2 separate regions of the Zea mays genome follow, and region 2 is linked to region 1. Evidence: chromatin contacts called from public Hi-C data. All regions are on one chromosome and are shown on one strand. The core of a region is the stretch at or near the end of the contact, and the rest is flanking DNA. Distances in the headings are between cores, read along the strand shown. Region 1 has its middle 5.0 kb from the start of LOC118472178. Region 2 holds the start of LOC103629262 (probable serine/threonine-protein kinase WNK2).

What was found. A called contact is a pair of places that touch in the nucleus more often than the background predicts.
Region 2: a contact with region 1 is called in a Hi-C map of leaf, with 6 times the contacts expected there. The contact joins the promoter of LOC103629262 here to the enhancer-like site in region 1. A contact is called at or near these places in 6 of 25 Hi-C or Micro-C datasets (bundle sheath, ear, leaf and 1 more).

The regions. Positions count from the first base shown.
Region 1 is chr6:47,545,437-47,548,365 of Zm-B73-REFERENCE-NAM-5.0, forward strand. No RefSeq gene overlaps it. Among protein-coding and RNA genes, the nearest start is that of LOC118472178, 5.0 kb to the left of the region's middle. Within about 2 kb of position 1,450, at least 18 of the 20 cell types and tissues checked have an H3K27ac peak or open chromatin away from gene starts, as enhancers often do. A contact at or near this core is called in bundle sheath, ear, leaf and 1 more, where this site is marked.
Region 2 is chr6:47,734,342-47,737,270 of Zm-B73-REFERENCE-NAM-5.0, forward strand. It overlaps LOC103629262 (probable serine/threonine-protein kinase WNK2), which reads right to left and starts at 1,369. Exons shown (of 9, transcript XM_008650431.4): 1 at 898-1,369; 2 at 767-804. The coding sequence starts at 972.

The DNA of each region.
Region 1 (2,929 bases), core at 200-2,699:
CTGATATACCAGTTTTACACTCTGCAGAGGTTGCGCCCTTTACCCACAAGTCATGTATCCCGTCTAGCCAGGTTTAGCTCGACCCTTAGACACTTCCGAGGTGAATGGCTAGGGATCCACTACGAGGCATTTACAAAGTTCCACCGCTACGGTTTCTGAGAAGGGCAATATAGGAATCCTTCGTCCAAAAAGCCATCGCAGCATGATCGACTCGAGAACCTCCCTATACGCAGCTCCTCTACCGCCCTTGCCCCTTTTGGGTAAGGTAGTCCTCCACTAGCTTTCCTAATTAGTCAGCCAAGGGCGTCCCATTCCACCCTTGTGGTAGCACGAATATCTGAAGTTAAGCAACATGTTCCAATTAACACAATGATCTTGTCATGAACAATAATTAGAACAACAGTATAACTAGAACATGATCATAATATAATATTTATCCCAAAATCAGGTAAAGCAATAGCAAAACTGCCCAAAAGTTCAGTGGTAAACAAGATGTGGGATAAATAAGTCTAGGGAAACCTATTAGGTTACATCAGATTAACCTGAGCATGTCATAGTGATTAACAGGAACATTATTGGGTAAAAAAGTGATCAAGGGCATAACTTGCCTTAGACTCGAGATTCCTAGGTACCAACTAGTTCTTCAAGTGACTCGTAAACTCGCCTCTACTCGTAGCAATACAAATAAACAAGGTATATGCAAAATTAACATCACACCAAACATAAGAACATAGTGCATAATAATGATCTACGCGTCGTAACTCGATCCTAGGTTCGAGAACCACTAAATTCGGAGTTATGGTTAACGAGTTGTGGTTTTCTGTAGATTTAAGGTTGGATACAAAAGAAATTTAGTGCATAATTTTAACCTATGTTTCATAACAAAATAAGGTTACCAGATGATAAACAATTATAATATGAATTTATTGCAACTGGAATGGATCAAAAAAGAGTTAAATTCATAGAGTTATGAATTTCCTAAGATTGGGACTTTATTTTTTGCACTAAAAATGATTTCTGTATTTATTTTAATCAATTACTCAGCTATCTGGACTGGGGCCATTAATACCACAGAGCTCTGGGTCAAAACTGCAAATTCTAGGGCTCTATTGTAATTACTTTTGTATTGCCGTGGAGCGCGGGTTGATTCTTAAAACATTTAAGGATTCTTTTGCAAATTTACATGGCCGAAGAGGTACGCTTCGACTAGGACTGTTGGATCACAAGCCCACCGTCAGGATTAGATCGGACCCCAGACGAACCAGAACGTGCTCCCAATTGTCAGATCCGATCCCAATGGTGTGGATTAGATCTGGCTTTAACCCAAGCGGTACACGCTTGAGGTTGTTGATTCGAAGATCGACGGTCAGGATGTTATAGAAGCCTTAATTACCCACGCCCCACCGATCAAGATCGAAAGGTGGAAGGACGCGGAGTTCAGAGCGCATACCTAGTCAAATCTACATTGTTCCTGACGATCGGACGGTCACCATTCCCCCATGTCCGAACGATACGCGAGATCTTATCGTGTCCATCCATTTTCGATCTGATGGCCCCCACGCGTCTTCTCCCACACGAACTTTACCGACGGTGGAGGCGCCCTGCCCACGGTGGAGGGCCCGCCAGAGAAAGCCGAATCCGTGCACCCAGGATCAAACCCCCGATCCGATTGATTCTAAACGGTGCTACGAAAATAGCGAAGATGTCTGGGGACCTTACCTAAGGACTGGAGCATCAGAGGATCATGGCCTCGAGGACCTGCGACATGGTGGTGGCCATACATTCCGTTGAGCAATTCCATGCACCACCGGTTTCAAGTTCACCTGATGAGGTCATGGGCGTCCCCCATGAGACACGAGGAAGACCCCCTGCCAACCGCCGAGGGCACAATGCCGGTGAACCAGATCTTCACCCACCCTGCATGGTGGCCCTCCATCTCCTTCCCAGCTACTCGCCGCAACGACGTGCTCTAAGGCGGGGCTCGACAGGAGTTCGCCAAGGGGGGTGCGGTACCCAGGTATTTATCACCGGGGTAGGACAGTCCGAGCCTAAGGGTGCTTGATAGGCGGGATTTTTGGGCTGTTACCACAACAAAACAACCCCGATGTTTACTCCATGTGCGAGATTGAGAGGGGAAAGAATGTCTAGCGCCCCCATCTCGCGGTCAGCCATCCGGGCAACAGAGAGCGCACATGGCCGAGGGGAAAGGTGGACGAAGTAGTGAAAATCACCGAGCAGATCTCGGGTGAGCCTCCAGCTTGAAGACGACCCTGACAAGCTGGGCCGACATGCCAGGCTCCCAGGTGAGAGGCACCAATGGCAGAGTTGGGCCGAAATGTGGAAGAGTGGCCCATCTGGCTTCCTCTTTTTTTCTTTGTTTATTTTTTTTATTTCATGTTTCCTATTTTCAACCTTTCAAATTCATATCAAAGTTAAAGTTTGATTTTGAATATCACATTTCAAATGCAGAAAACAAAATCCCAACATGATGCAATATATACTTATTATTATTATATTTTTATATTAACTATCATATTTCAAATGATGCAAATGTGTTGCACACACATAAATAACTTTAATTTTCAAGAGATACATTGTTTGTCCAATTAAAATCTTATTCAAAACTTAATGTTTTATGACCATTTATTTTGTATGATCTTTATGGAGAGATAATTTAATTTAAATCTTATGGAGAATACTTCTGAACATATAATTCAATGACACTATTAATTTTATATGAGGATCCTTTATTTAAATTTTTTGTTCTAAACCATAATTATTTAAACCTTAGGATAAACTTAAATTACCCAAAATATGATTTGAGGTGTTACATCAAGACAACCAAACTTCCTTTTGTGCTTGAAAGGAGACAATATCCTATAAACATTTGTTATGCTATGACAATCAATAAAAGCCAGGGCCAAACACT
Region 2 (2,929 bases), core at 119-2,618, 190 kb after region 1:
TCAATATACTAAAATGTCAACTTAATAAGCATAGGACATCAGGTACAAATGAAATGGGAAACTGAAAAGAAGATAACACACCGAGAAATCGCAGCACAGCAATGCGATAATGTATTCAAATGAAAGAATGTCAGAATTTGCACTGAACAGCAATATATTGTTAGACAGAGTATGCTAGGCCCCAAGAGGCTGCACCTAGAGGCATCAGGGCAGGAACTTTGGACAACAAGCGCATCAGAAAGCATCGAGCCAATCCAAGTGGCACGATGCAATCACTGGGCAAAGTGCCAAGAACCTAAGAAAATATTCCATCCCCCGTGGGTAAACATGTGGGTCTTCATTTGATAGCACCAAGTAAAACCACCCTGGCTGTAAGCCCGTAACCGCCATACCAAAATGTCGAGTTGATAGCCTAGGACAGAAGGTACAAAATGGAATTGGGAACTGAAATGGAGACAATGCATCAGGCAGTCACAGCAGAGCAATGCGGTCACGTATTTTAAATGAAAGGAGATCAGGATTCCCAACAAAAAGGCAATATGTGAGGCATCATATTCATATATAGAGAGAGTGGCATCGGGCCTGGAACTTTGAGCAATGAGCGCATCAGAAACCATGGAGCCGATCCAAATCGGCGAGAACCTAAGAAACGGTCCCCTCCCATGGCATGGACCGCGTAAAGCCGGGATCTTTAATCGATCGCGCGAAGTCAAAGGGCCCCGAATCAGACCCAGGCGTCAAACGCCCAGGGGGAATGGAAGGATACACCGTCTTGAAGGCGCCCTTGCCGAGAACCTCCGTGTACTGCAAGAGTGCGGAATGCGTGAGCACGGCAGCGGGGGTGGCGAGGGATCGGAGGCGGGGAGGGTGGTCGGGGGAAGGGAAGAGAGGCATTACCCGCCCGTAGCGGCCGGTGGGGTCGACCTCGGCGAATTCCGGCTCCGTCTCCGTCTCCGGCGGCGTGGGTGGCATCGCGGTCGGGCGGCGCGGGCGGGCGGGCTGGGGAGGTTTGCCGTTTTGGGGCCGTCGCGGCTGGGCGCTTAATTGGGATCACAGGGGTCTCGCGCTCGCCTCCCTTTCCGGCCGGAAAGCAACCTTTCCTCTCTTGAGTCTTGAGAGAGTTGCGTGTGTGAGATCCGACGACTCCACCTCGGCCCACCACCACCACCACCCCAGACGACAACTGCGACTGCGTGCTGGAGAGTGGAGACGAAGGTCATCGAGACTCAGAGTGAGTCACGTACTCACGTAGCCTCTCGAGGATCATCCAGGTTCCTATGTATGATTTTTTCCTGGATATACCAGCATTTATGGCATTCTGTATCCTGCAACGGAATTCAACAATATTAACATGTGGCTTTACCAATACAAAAACACGAGAATATCAAGTATATATAAGGTTTTGCTTATACAATGTGTTTCTTTCAATTAGAAAATAATTGGAAAAAATACAAACATAATCAATACTCTTTTAGCTCACAGCTTCGCCAGTTTGACTAATAGATGTAGTGCAACAACTAATATGTAATTAGACCTTACGTACAAGCGACCACGTGAGACTCTTGATCCGTTAGATCATGATCCAACCATGTATCACATTTGATACTTAAATCTTCTATCACTGGCTCGTGTAGTTTTATAGAAAACTCCTAATAAACCACGATTATATCTACAGTTGAATCATGATCTAACGGACCAAGATGTTTGCTTGCACACTTACACATAAGGTCTGATTGCATATTAGTTGTTGACTAGATGTAGAGCCCCTTAGGCTATCTTCAGCAGCTTACTCATACCCATATTCAGACTCTACTATGCGAACAATACAGTCTACAGCGCACAACAGTACAAAAATAGTGTTTTTGGGTAAACTTTAGATATACTGTTGTAGACGGCCTTATAAGGTTTTTGCCTTCAGAGGCACTTCTTGTGAGAGGACACTCTTGATTTTGATAGTTGAGGCTAACTTGTTTTATAGAATGTATTTCCATATTAGGGTTACTTTGTCTCTAATCTTACTGCATGCCTTGTTTATTCCAAGTTGTTTTAATAATAAAATAAATTTCTAGCATCTACTATCAAGAAATCGTACATATCCAAGTGTCAACTATAAGACCAGGCCATAAAGTTGACTCCAACGGTTCTTCCTCCTAAATCTCCAATTCGCGCCTTTTATTCATATTTTAATACCTCCTGTTAAAAGATTCATCCCCATATTTCTCCTTTTCTTCAACAATACCCCTATTCAGCTCCCTCTATATACTATACTCAACTATTTAATATTTGTATGTCACGTTTTAAGTTTAAAATCATCTAATTTGTGTACTACTTTAATACACATTATTATCATATTATAGAGCACGAAAAGGATTAATTACACAAATAAATAAACATAGTGATTAGCGAATAGGGGAGATTACAGCACCTCCATCAGATGGATTTTCATATTCCCCCACATTCTTGGTGAGGTGAGGGGGAACGTTGGACGTGTTTTCACCTTGTCCATACACACAGATGTCGGTGGGGAGGTTCTGAGGGATCCATTGGAGCACATCTAAGGGTATGTGTGGGGGATAGATATTCTTGGATCACCACAGCTCAATTATGCTCCATGGGACGTTTGCAAGGCCCCCAATGGGTCGCTCGAAAGGCGCCTAGTATGCCTCATTTGGATGCAACCGGAGGGCACGAAGGCTTCCAAGATCGTATCCCACACATGAAGCGTACGTGTAGACCTCATGAAGACCAACTGACCACCGGTAAATGTGGTGTAGCTCTAGCAGAAGCAGATAGATAGAGATCGTGTTCTAAGTTGTGCGGGGTGATCCCTCCTTAATCGAATATAAGGCTGAGAGGGAACCCCTACGAAAAGAAGGCGAACCCCCATACCGTAGTCATCTCCCATCTCTAGAAAACTCTCTGTAATCCT